3 separate regions of the Mus musculus genome follow, and regions 1 and 3 are each linked to region 2. Evidence: chromatin contacts called from public HiChIP or PLAC-seq data. All regions are on one chromosome and are shown on one strand. The core of a region is the stretch at or near the end of the contact, and the rest is flanking DNA. Distances in the headings are between cores, read along the strand shown.

Region 1 (3,939 bases), core at 961-3,460, 180 kb before region 2:
GTTCCAGGTTATCTTCAGTTACAAAGCCCATCCTATCCTCTCCAAAAAGGGCAAGGAGGAGCCAGAGAATGGTGGTGCAGTGATTAAGAGCTCTAGCTCATCTTCCAGAGGACCTAGGTTCAAATGGATCAACCATTTGGCAACTCACAACTGCTCCAGAAGTATTCAATGCCCTTCTGTAGCCACTGTATGAATGTGGTACACATACATACATGCAGGTAAAACATCCCTTATTATAAAATAAAAACAAATAAAACCTCAAGTATATATTTTTTAATTAACAGGCCAAAAAAAAAAAAAACCAGAAAAAAAAAATCAGAGGAAAAAAAAATGTAATGTCGTGCTTTAAACCCAGCACTTGGGAGGCAGAGGCAGGTGGATTTCTGAGTCTGAAGACAGCCTGGTCTACAAAGTGAGTTCCAGGACAGCCAGGGCTACACAGAGAAACCCTGTCTGGAAGAAAAAGAAAATGTCATAAGGCAGGGCATAACATGATAGACCTTTAATGCAGTACTCAGGAAGCAGAAGCAGACAGGTCTCTGAGAGTTTCAGGTTAGGCTAGTCTACAGTGTGTTCCAAGCCTGTCAGGGCTACAATGTGAGATCCTGTCTCAAAAAACCAAAAACCAAAAAACAACCCAGCTTTTAAATACACTTGGTAAAATAATACTTCTATGTGCAATTACAAATATTCTTAAAACAAGTAAAAATGTTAAGCCCTTATCAAAGAAATTAAAAATAAAAATATCTTTTAAAAGCCAAAAGGAACCAGGTGTAGTGGTACATGCCTTTAATCCCAGCAGGCAGGAGGCAGAGGTAGACAGTGGGTTTGAGGTCAGCCTGGTCTACATAGTGCAGAGGTTCTCAACCTTCCTAATGCAGCTAGCTCTTCATGTTGTGGCCACCCTCAACCATAAAATTATTTTAGTTGCTACTTTATAACTGTTATGTTGCTGTTACAAATTGTAGTGTAAATATCTTGTGTTTTCTGTTGGTCTTTGGCAACAGCTGTGAATGGGTCCTTCAACCACAGGTTGAGAACCTCTGACATAGTAACTTCCTAGACAGCCAAAGCAACATGAGCCTATGGGAGATGAAGGGATAGAGACTTTTAGAACTGGATAAAAGAAAAGAAACTGAATTAGAACACAGAATAGAAACCAAACAAATAAAAAGCCAGGCTCCAAAATTACAAACACAACATTAGTTAGGTAGGAAGGGACAGGAACAGAGACAGGTGGATCCATGAGGTTCACTGGCCATCTTCTCTGTCAAATCAAGCTTAGGGTTCAGTGAGTGACCCTGTCTCAAAAAATAAAGGTCAAAACTGATAAGAGGCAGCTAACATCTATCTCTGACCTCACAATACACCTACACCAGCTAGTACATACACTGCACAAACACAACACAACAAATATATTCCCAAATGAAAATTTTAAATATTTATGATATAAAGCATAAATCAGAACTATAAAATTCATAAATGGAAAAAGAAAGCTCAAGAAAAACTTATAGAGAAAAATGCAATCTAAGAAATTAAGTAATATAAAAAATTAATAAAACAGACAAAGCCTTATGAGATTTTTTTCCTATATATTGGGGAACTTATAATGTTTTTTTTTTAACATTTAAAGTTATGTGGTTAAATTCACTCTTTTTCTCACAGCATTAATACTTTTGTAAGCATAATATTTTTATAAACTATTGAGTAATTTCATACAATGCACTCTGATCACACTTGCTTTATAATCCTCCAAGGTCCACCAACCTACCTTACCCTTGAGCCCTCCCTGACCAAAAAAAAAAAACAAAACACCAGGTCCAATGTGTGTTGCCGGTATACTCATTGGAGCATGGTCAAACTCCCAGTGGCCAGCCCCTTAAAGATAAATGAGTCCTTTCCCACCCCCACCCCACCCCAATTAGAAGCCACCAACTGTGGAGAGCTACACCTCAGCATTTTAATCACAATTTTTCTAGACTTTCTTCAATAGTTTCCTGTCTGGACTGTTTCTTTAAGGGGACTTTTTAAAAAGAGGATTGTCACAGAAGCCTACAATGTCTCTCAGTTAGAAGCCTGCAACTGTCAATACCACTTCAAAAGAAGCTTCCTTGCCCATACAGCCTGTGGCAGCACAGATCATGGACTTCCCACATGGTTTCTGGTAGCAGCATGGACCACAGCCATCAAGATGGCTTCAGGCAGAAGCACAGAACCACAGACATCTACATGACCTCAGGTGGCAGCACTCAAAGCAAATCAACATGGTTTCTGTGAGAGCCCTGATCATAGACATCGACGTGGTCTCAGGCAGCAGTATTGACCACAAACATCAACATGACCCCAGGCAGCAGCATGGACCAAGGACAGCAGCATGGAGATCTTTTGATTAGAAGAGGCGTAATCCAGAAAATGAACCATTCATTCTTCAGCTCAGATTCCTTGTTACTCAGAGCCAAGGTAATTGTGTGGATGGGCAGCGAGTACAGGGGCAGAACCTGTTCGAGCTCCAAGCTGCTGTACACCACTCTGCCCTACTTGGCAATAACATGCTCCTTGGTCTACTGGCTACACTCCCATATCTGTCACCTCTCTCTGCCACAAATACCTGTGCCGCTCCCCAACCAACACTCCATCATCTTCCCATCTCTATCACACCTTCACTTACTGAAGTGGCACTGCAAACTGCTGGATATCACACATTATATTTTTTTTGCCCAAGCAGCTTTACATGCAAATGCTTATTGCAATGAGTCATTGGTCTGCTTCAAGATTTCTAAAGTAACATTAAATTCTGGACTATCACTGAGACTCATCTTGGATATCCTGTTGTTGGCCAAAGTCAGGGTGATCTTGCAACAGGGCAATGCATTAAGGGGAAGAAGGCCACTACATACCTCCCTGCTCTCGGCATCAGCCACTACAGTGGGTCCCTGGGCAAGACCACTGTGCTTGCATCCTATGAGCTGTGTTGTGGGCCCTCACTCGTCAAACCCCAGCAGGACTAGCAGGCAAGTAAGCAACCAGGCAGCAACAGCAGTGGCCAGTGGTAGTGCAGGTCTCTCGGCAGGCAAGGACCACCAACTCTACTCCACCAGTGACATCCTCTTTTGTCCCCAGTAGCCGTCCATGTTCCTATCACCCATACCAGTCACCCACACAGCTGCTGCTATGTCTCTAGTTCTGCTTCTCTCTGACATCTTTTTCTCCATGAAGCCACTTTTTTCTTTTTATTTATTCTTCGTGAGTTTCATATCATGCACTCTTGTATCATCTCCCCATCCACTCATATCGGCCTTTCACTCTTGCAACCTCCCCCATAAAATAAAAAATACACACAAACAACAAAAACACAGAAAATCATCTCATCATGGAAGCTGTAGTAAGTCACGTGCCCCACAATATATCCCCCTGTCCACACATGGGGGCGGGGAGGCTCGTTTAAAAGCATCTTCCTATAAGACCTTTCTTTTCTCACTTGTTCTGGAGATACTACACACTCTGCAGGCTCATCCTCTACTGCTGCATCTCCCCTTCGAAGCCTCTGCGAGTCTCTTCAGGCTCCTCAGAGCAGCTCAGGGTGACCATCGTTTTCTTTTTTTTTTTAATCTTTATTAGGTATTTTCCTCATTTACATTTCCAATGCTATCCCAAAAGTCCCCCATACCCTCCCCCCCCACTCCTCTACCCACCCACTCCCACTTTTTGACCCTGGCATTCCCCTGTACTGGGGCATATAAGACCATCGTTTTCTTATTTAATTCACTCTTTTAAGATTTGTAGTGGTGGTGGTGGTGGTGTTTTGGTTCTTTCGAGGCAGGGTTTTGCCTATGCATATGTACGTGTACCACATGCATACCTAGTGTCCCCTAATGTCAAAGGAAAGCATTGGATCCCCTGGAATAAAAGTTAGAGGTTGTCATAATCCATCATGTGGGT
Region 2 (4,316 bases), core at 856-3,355:
ATCCCAGCACTTGGGAGGCCAAGGCAGCCAGGACTACACAGAAAAACAAAAAACACAGTTTGGAAATCTGAGGAGATGCTAGGCATTCCCAAACTGTAAAGTACTGGAAGGAAAGGGATCCCCAACGTAATACAAGCAGCTGTTCAGAAAGCACCAGAAATGGAGTTTCTACCGAATTCCTAAACTTAATCTACTCTGGCCCTAAAAATATCAATGAAGAGGACCTAGGAAAGTGGAATCTGAGGGTAAAACTGCACTTTCCCAAATGGTTGAGTGGTTAGAGACCCACTGATTTTCAAGAACCCACTAGGAAAGGAACCAAAAGGTGATAGGGTAAACTGTACGGAGTGAAACGTCATCTAAAACATAAACCTATAGAAAAACCAATCAAATATCTCACAGACACCTTTACTTTTACCCAAGGCAAAACTTGGTTAAAAAAAAAAAAAATGCTCAAGGGACAGAAAAAAATAGAATCCAGGACCTAAAAAAGGCAAGGTAAACTGGAAAATCGAACCTGTATGGAAAATAACTTCTTTCCTCGAACTGATGAATGCTTCTGTGCATATGGGAGAGATCAAGTTAGATTAGCACTTTAAAGCTCTCAAATCAAGCATTCCTCCTTTGGGGTCCTTTCGCTTAGCAAACTCATCTAGCAAGTAAACACTAGACTGATAGCTACATACAGCCTTTACCGAAGACACTACGCAAGTAAAGTGTCCCTTGAAGCAACAAAATCCCCGTCCCACATACCGAAAACCTAACGAATCAAGACACTTCTCCGCAAAGGTTAAGAGTTACAAAGCTTCAGTCCCGTAGCCACCCTCAAGATTACTGTAAACCTGGTAGTGAGTATATAATAAAATTCATTGCGCCCCACCGACCCGGCAAAAGCAGCATCCACTCCAAACAATGGAGTTTTCCCGCCTCCTACAGGCCCCGCCCACTCCTAAGAGCCAAAACTACGACGATCAGCGTGCAAAGCCCCGCCCTCTGAGAGGCCCCACCCACCCGCGTCCCCTGTTCCAAGCCTCCATCCTCGTGTGGGTTTTTTTTTTTTTTTTTTTTTTTTGGCGCCAAATCTGTTGGCCAATTTCTCGGTACGTCTACAGACTCTCTACAGAGACGCACCCTAGGAGTGCGCGATCAGGAGGGGCTCAAGGACCGACTGGAGCCGGGCCCCGCCTACCTACCGGCAACCTCGGGCAAGGGGTGGAAAAAAGGGGCCGGCGATGGAGCCAGCCACCGCTGCCCCCGGCAAGATGGCGGCCGTGAAAAGCCGGGCAGGGGGCGCCAGCCACCCGCCGTTACCGCTGGCGCGCCAGCTCTTCGCAAGTAGGGCTTCTCCACAGAGCAACCCTCTCCGCACGGCCGCCGTTGTTCCGGGGAAGGCAGCTGTCCCACCCACCAGCCCGTCCCGCCCGGGAAGCCAAGTCCCCGGACTCTCCCTGAGGACTGGCCTCAAGCTCGCCACAGTCCCGCTTACTTGTCAGCGGAAACCAGCTCCGCGGCGATGGCAGCAGCGGCTGTAGACTCTGTGGCCATCGTTCCCCTGAGGTGGTGGGCCAGTGGGCAGAACACTGCCTGCGAAGAAAACCAGAGAATTCCGGACAGCAGAGACTCACTCAGGTAGAGAAAATGGCAGATTGGAGACCCCGCGCGGTTGAGGCCCTCTTATATACCAGGTCCCTTGTCCCGCCCATCCACTTCCGGATCCTCCCCCCTCGGATTTAAAGGACTAGGACTCAACACCTTTCTGTCACAAGGACACAGCCCTGTATCCCTTCCCGTTTGGGTATCTTCCCGCCCTAGCCCGTTTTTCCTTAAAAAAAGAAAAAAAGAAAAAGAAAGTAAGATAGAAAGGAAAAAGAAAACAAAAATCAAACAATTTCCTGCTTCTGTGGCTAGTCGTGATAGAAGCAAAATCTCAGTACTACAACTTCTGAATGGGAGCCAGCCTAGAGATTCCACAATTAAGTGGAGCCAGTGAGTCTCTGCGACTGTGGAAAAAGTAGTCCCGAAGGTGTCTTTCTGACGGGGATACCCGAGAAGGTGACAGGTATTCCCTATGTCCTCTCAGTCTTAACGGATGGAAACGCAAGAGCTGAGCACGAGTACAGCAGCAACGGCTAGAACTGACCAGACAGACGCGTGGCTCTGGGCCTCAGCAACTACTGACGAAACAAGATGCTGCTCTAGGATTGGCTACAGATAAAACTATCGCGCTTGATTCAAAACTCTTAGAGGGGCAAAGGGATGCGGGTGTTTAGATCCACCGCCTTTGACTGATCCAATCCGTTGCTGCCATCATCTTACTTTACCCACGTCCAAGTTGTTAAGTTAAATCCTGTACTTAAAACACTTTAAATATTTTAGCTGTCTCTCTTTTTTTTTCTTTCATATATATTAGGTAGGGACTTACAGTCTATCCCTGGCTAGCCTGAAACTTGCTATTTAGACCCACTGATCTCTAACCCACAGACATCTGCCTGCCTGTGATTGCGAGGGCTGGGATTACAGGTGAGCAGCACCACACACGCCTTCTTTTACAACCTTTTGTAACTCCAGTTCAAGGGCATTCAATCAATGCCTTCCTGTGACCACCAGAGCCACTAGGCACACACATGGTACACATTTATGTATGCAGATACACTCATACACATTAAATAAAAGTAAATGTGGCTGGAAAATTCGCTAGGAGGTTAGGAGCACTTGTTATTCTTGCAAAGGATCCTGTTTCAATTCCCAGCACCCACAAGGCGCCTCACCACTTCGTTAAGCTCCAGGCATGCATATGGTGCACAGACATGGATGTAGGTAAAGCATTTATTCACACAAAATGAAAAAAAAAAAAAAGAACTAAAAATGGATAAATAGAAATAAGTGGGTTCCTTTAAAAAATAACTTGGGGGGGGCTGGTGAGATGGCTCAGTGGGTAAGAGCACCCGACTGCTCTTCCAAAGGTCTGAAGTTCAAATCCCAGCAACCACATGGTGGCTCACAACCATCTGTAACAAGATCTGACGCCCTCTTCTGGAGTGTCTGAAGACAGCTACAGTGTACTTACATATAATAAATAAATAAATCTTAAAAAAAAAATAACTTGGGTATGATGGCACACACCTTTATAATTTATTTAGTTGTATTTCATGTACATTGGTATCTTGTCTGCATGTATGTCTGTGTAAGGGTGTCTGAACCCTTGGAACAAGAACTACAGATAGTTTGTTCCTCTCCAAGAATAGCCAGTGCTCTTTAACCGGTGAGCCATCTCTCCAGTCCTAGCACACACCTTTAATCTCAGCACTCAGGAGGCAGACTGGTCTCCCTGGATTTGAACCCAGAATGTTTTACAGAGCTAGTTCTAAGACAGCACACCTGTTTCAGCACTCCAAAGGCAGAAGCTGTTGAGGCAACCTAATCTATGTAAGGAATTCCAACACAGCCAAGGCTTCATAGTGAGATCTTGTTTCCAAAAAAAAAAAAAAATTTTGTCCGGCAGTGGTGGCACATGCCTTTAGTCCCAGCACTTGGGAGTTCGAAGCCAGCCTGGTCTACAGAGTGAGTTCCAGGACAGCCAGGGCCACACAGAGAAACCCCTGTCTCAGAAAAACAAAACAAAACAACAACAACAAAAAAAAACCCACAAACTTTGATCTTTTAAATTATGTATACAAATATAGATTTGTGATTGTGAGTTGAAATAGAGGTAAGAGAAATTGATTCCCCTAGAGCTGGGATTACAGGTAGTTGTGAACCTTTAGATATAAGTGCTAGGAACCAAACTCCAGTCCTTCGGAAGTTACAAGTGTTCTTAACTGATGACCCACCTTTCCAGCAACTGGTGTTACATGTTTTAGTTAACTGCCAGATCTTTAATTTTCCTTTGAGATTTGTTTGTTTGTTAATGTTAAATAGGATGAGATATTTGAGTCACGAATTTAACAAAAAATTAAGGCAGGGCAGTGGTGGCACATGCCTTTAGTCCTAGTATTTGGGAGACAGGAGGATCATTGAGTTCAAGGCCAGCCTAGTCTAAAGAGCAAGTTCCTGGGGGCTGGTGAGATGGCTCAGTGGCTAAGAGCACCCGACTGCTCCTCCGAAGGTCCGGAGTTCAAATCCCAGCAACCACATGGTGGCTCACAACCATCCGTAAGGAGATCTGACTCCCTCTTCTGGAGTGTTTGAAGACAGCTACAGTGTACTTACATATAATTAATTAATAAATAAATAAATAAATAAATAAATAAAAAAGAGCAAGTTCCCAGGACAGCTAGGGCTACACAGAGAAATGCTGTCCAAAAAAAAAAAAAAAA
Region 3 (4,044 bases), core at 1,448-3,947, 150 kb after region 2:
CAATCATAAATCAAGACCAGTTTAAAATACATTTTTGGGTGTATCATAGGTAGGGACATTGAGGGAAGAGGGAGGCTTTGCTCTAGGGTCAAGATGCTGTCTGAGCTCTTGGATTGGTAGAAGCTATTTGCCTGCTAAGTTAATAGACTCAAAAGTTTTTTTAAAAATCTATTGTCCTAGCCGGGCGTGGTAGGGCACACCTTTAATCCCAGCATTTAGGAGGCAGAAAGGCAGAAGGATTTCTGAGTTCGAAGCCAGCCTGGTCTACAAAGTGAGTTCCAGGACAGACAGGGCTACACAGAGAAACCCTGTCTCCAAAAAACAAAAAAAAACAAAATACTTTAAAACTGCTTCAATTTATTTCATTTTTTTTATTCTTTGAGGATTTCATACAATGTATTTCGATCATAGTTACTTCTCAACATAGCTCCTCCCAGCTCCTCCCCCCATTTCTCTACACTTCTCAATCTCATGTCTTGTTTTTAGACCATTCATTGACTTTTACTTTATTTAGCATTGAATTTGACAAACTCTGCATTATTAAAAGTCAAGCAATAAAATTTGAGTTTATATAGAATCTGACAAGTTTATTTCTAGAGCACTATGGGGAAAAATATCAACTGAGAAAGAGATGTGATTGCCATATGCAGATAGTCCTGGCCAAGAGGGAACTAAACCTGCAGGTGAGGTTCCAGATGTGCTGTACACAGAAGTGCAGGTCACTCTCTCTGGGTGGGAGGGCTTTCACTTAGTGGGAAGGTTGGCAAGATGGCAGGAACTCAAAGGCATAATTAGAATGGTTTCTCATTTTCCAAACAGTAATGGAGACATTTAAATCATGGGACTAGGATAAGAACACCCTAACCAGAGTAGGCTCATTGAATAATTCTTGGTTAATATGTACAATTTTCAACAATTTATAATAACCATTTAATCCTAGACGTTGAGCCATTGCTAAAATACAGATTTACCAGGGCCACACCCTTCAAGAAAAACTGCCTGTTCTCCGCCAGAAGCCATCAACCTTCAGTAGTTCCTCAGTTAGGGGTGTGGGCTCAGGAGCCCCTCCTCCCTCCACATTATTAAAGTGTTAACTGGCTTGATCTGGTTCTTGGAGGCACCACAGTTTGTGTGACTGCTGGAGCAAAGCATTCCTGTTGTGTCTAAAAGACACTGGCTTGTTCCAGTTCTCATGGCTCTAGGCTCTTACAGTCTTTCCACCCTCTGTTCAGTGATGGTCCCCAAGCCTTGTGGTGTTGCAGACAGTGACAGCTTATTCATTTATTTTTAAATTGTTATTTTTGTTTCCTTGTTTATCCATGCCAGATAGGTTAGTTAGGATGCCCACAGAGCCCAAAAGAAGGCTGGATCCTTGGAGCTGGAGTTAGAGGCAGTTGTGATTCATCAGACATTGGTTCTGGGAACCAAATGAGTCCTCTGGGAGAGAGCAATTAGTGTTCTAAGAACTGAGTAATCTCTCTAGCCCCCGCTTCTATTTTACTTAAGTGCATTTAATTTTTTTATTCAACAGTTTATTGGTGAATTTATATAGGCAAAGAGGCTCAAACCTGTGATCTTAGTTCTTGGGAGCCTGAGGCTAATGGATTGTAATTATTTTGTTAGTAGCAAAGATATTCAAGGAGAGACACTTGTGCCCCTCCCTATGGTTTTAAGACTATTGAGGCACTGGGCCCCCAGGAATTTCTTGCTGTGAGAAGCAAATGGCAGAAGCTCTGTGCCATCGGATGAGGAACTGGTTTCCCAAGAGACTAGAGAGTTCTGACTTGTTAACCACCTGGCAGTAGAGACTGGAGCTGAGACATTGTGGGTCACCAGTGGGTATGACTGTGCCTTGGCCAGGACTGCATACCTTCTGCCTTCATTTCAACCTAAACCACATATTAGGACCAGAAGATGGACTTGAGGTGGTGGGAGTGGGGTGGCAAAGGAGGAAATGGTGTGTAGGGTCATTGAACCTCTTTGTTCCTCTTCCCAGCGTGGCCACTTTGAAGAAGTCTCTCTTCTTGGCTATTCACTGTTTTATTGAGGACTGGTGGTCAATCCTAGGTTATTGGAGCTGCTAGGGCCTGACCCTAACAGCTTTGATAACAGGATCACTATAGCCAGTCCTGGGTATGTAGTGAGTTCCAAGCAAGCCCAGGGCTGTAGAGCAAAACCCATTTTCCAAAACAAAATTTAAAGTCACATTGTTTATCTTTCTGGATCCTGTTAAATAGGCACCTCCGCTGCTTGCCTTGGGTTTGAAAGTTCAGAAATAATTGGTCTCTACCATTAGATTTTTACTGTGCTTAGCAGGAGTAGAAATATGTCCAAGATACAGAAATGGCACTAAATACGAGATAAGAGTATCAGGAAAAGGCCCCAGCCAGCTTGGAAGGACAAATAAAAATTGCACAAAGAGAAGGATATGGGAAAGCAGAGCAAGTTCAAACACTTATTCTGAATATGTTATGGGTTAGTAAAAGCTATTTTGTAGCCAGAGCTAGTGTCCTCTCTTTCTTGACTCCGATCAAGCCGGCTTTAGTGAATCTCCTGGAGCGGCCGTTGAACAGTGGCAAACAGGTCTCAGCGGATGTGCCCATGTATGCTTTCCCACTGGCTATGGATGCTCCAGCTGAGAACAGGAGGCTCCTTTGGAGCATAAGCCTCCCACAGGGCGCTCCTGGGGCGCCTGTCCTGGAATTACCCAAGCCAGTAACAAAGCTTTCTTTTCTTCTTTAAAGCAAGCCAGCGGGGTGGGATGTCTGCTAGCCTTTGTGCTGAGAGCTGACCAACAAGCATCCAGTGGCTAGCACAAAAGCATTGTTAGGCTACAGTGAAAAGTAGGCCGGCACTCAGGCCCCTCTCTTTAGAAGACCCATCCAAAGAGCAGGGGTCCAACAAGCCTGTATTTGGCTATTTTGACAGCAATACTAGTTTTTCATTTACTGCTGACACAGTAGGTCAGATAGGATCCTGGGCTGTCTTTCTGTTGCTGCTCTGAACGTCTCAGTCTGGAGATTCCTGAGTTGCCTTTGACTCTTTTTCCTTGGCTAACACGCCTATTCTCAGTCATAGTTGGGGGGCTGGGAGGGCCGGGGGCTGGAGATGCAGCTCCACACTGTCTCCCTTTGCATCCTGAGTTTCTTAATAAAAGATTATCAGGTGAAATCAGGATTCTTGACTTAACTTCAGAAAGGATTTTAGGAAGAGCCAGTATGAAGCAAAGTTGGAGTTTATTAAAAGGAGATCTTAGCATAGGCTTAAGCAAGGGGGAGGGGGGTGTTAATAGGGAGATAGGAGAAAGAAGGTTAGAGAATCACACTATTGTATTTACAATAGCCATATATACCATTTTGGTGGGTTCTGAAGTTGTATCCTCAAAGACTTGCTAAGGAATTGAGATTAGATCTCAGGGTGCCTCTTGGGGTGCTTTGGGTAGGATTTCAGTTGGTGAGATCATAGTGTGCTTGGGAAGTTAGGATGCTTTAGATGAGCTGATCCTGCTTATAAGCCATCTTTTGTTGTTGTTGTTGTCTGAGTCAGGATTCCTCTGTGTAGTCGCAGCTGTCCTGGGACTAGCTCTGTAGGCCAGGTTGGCCTTGAACTCAGAGAGATCCTCCTGCCTCTGCTTTCCAAGTGCTGGGCTTAAAGGTGTGCGCCACCCAGTTTAAAAGCCATCTTATAGTAAAGACAAACTAGGTTCATTCCTGTTTACCATTAAACCTGTTTCTCAGGGATTGGGCTATGTGTGCCCCACTAGTAACCTTAAGTACAAATGGTTCTGTACTGCCTGTTCCAGGAAATAGCCAACATGTCTTGTTTTAAAAAGTTTATAACCATCTTGGAATCCTATCTTTGTTTTAAAAGGTTGTTATGCCTACTTCACAATCATGTCTTTGTTTTGGGAGGTCGTTATGACTAACTTGTTAGGCTTGCGTTTTGCCCAGCTGTCCCCTATTTGGAAGCCCCTATCCCTGAGCTATAAAAATCTTGCCCTGCTGAGCTGGTGGTGGTACATGGCCTTTAATGGAAGCCCTTGTT

What was found. HiChIP or PLAC-seq counts read pairs in DNA pulled down with a chosen protein or histone mark.
Region 1: an H3K4me3 HiChIP or PLAC-seq map of the SCID.adh cell line shows a contact between it and region 2, with 10 read pairs. The contact joins the enhancer-like site here to the promoter of Nasp in region 2. A contact is called at or near these places in 1 of 39 promoter capture datasets (pre-B cells), 1 of 484 Hi-C or Micro-C datasets (CD8 T cells), 3 of 115 datasets of contacts at active chromatin or transcription factors (the SCID.adh cell line, pancreatic cancer cells and trophoblast stem cells) and 3 of 9 other capture datasets (adipose tissue, liver and pancreatic islet).
Region 3: an H3K4me3 HiChIP or PLAC-seq map of embryonic stem cells shows a contact between it and region 2, with 8 times the contacts expected there. The contact joins the enhancer-like site here to the promoter of Nasp in region 2. A contact is called at or near these places in 2 of 39 promoter capture datasets (the 3T3-L1 cell line and macrophages), 1 of 15 datasets of contacts at CTCF or cohesin (the NIH/3T3 cell line), 6 of 484 Hi-C or Micro-C datasets (Kupffer cells, the N1E-115 cell line, embryonic fibroblasts and 3 more), 8 of 115 datasets of contacts at active chromatin or transcription factors (bone marrow-derived macrophages, embryonic midbrain, embryonic stem cells and 2 more) and 3 of 9 other capture datasets (adipose tissue, liver and pancreatic islet).

The regions. Positions count from the first base shown.
Region 1 is chr4:116,441,456-116,445,394 of GRCm38.p6, forward strand. All of the region lies in intron 1 of Mast2 (microtubule associated serine/threonine kinase 2), which reads right to left. Among named protein-coding and RNA genes, the nearest start is that of Mast2, 21 kb to the right of the region's middle. Within about 2 kb of position 2,211, at least 15 of the 459 cell types and tissues checked have an H3K27ac peak or open chromatin away from gene starts, as enhancers often do. A contact at or near this core is called in the SCID.adh cell line and pre-B cells, where this site is marked.
Region 2 is chr4:116,625,846-116,630,161 of GRCm38.p6, forward strand. Nasp (nuclear autoantigenic sperm protein (histone-binding)) reads right to left here and starts at 2,106. Exons shown (of 16, transcript NM_016777.3): 1 at 2,045-2,106; 2 at 1,487-1,584. The coding sequence starts at 1,545.
Region 3 is chr4:116,779,639-116,783,682 of GRCm38.p6, forward strand. The region is part of intron 4 of Tesk2 (testis-specific kinase 2); the gene reads left to right. Among named protein-coding and RNA genes, the nearest start is that of Toe1, 26 kb to the right of the region's middle. Within about 2 kb of position 2,698, at least 64 of the 459 cell types and tissues checked have an H3K27ac peak or open chromatin away from gene starts, as enhancers often do. A contact at or near this core is called in bone marrow-derived macrophages and embryonic stem cells, where this site is marked.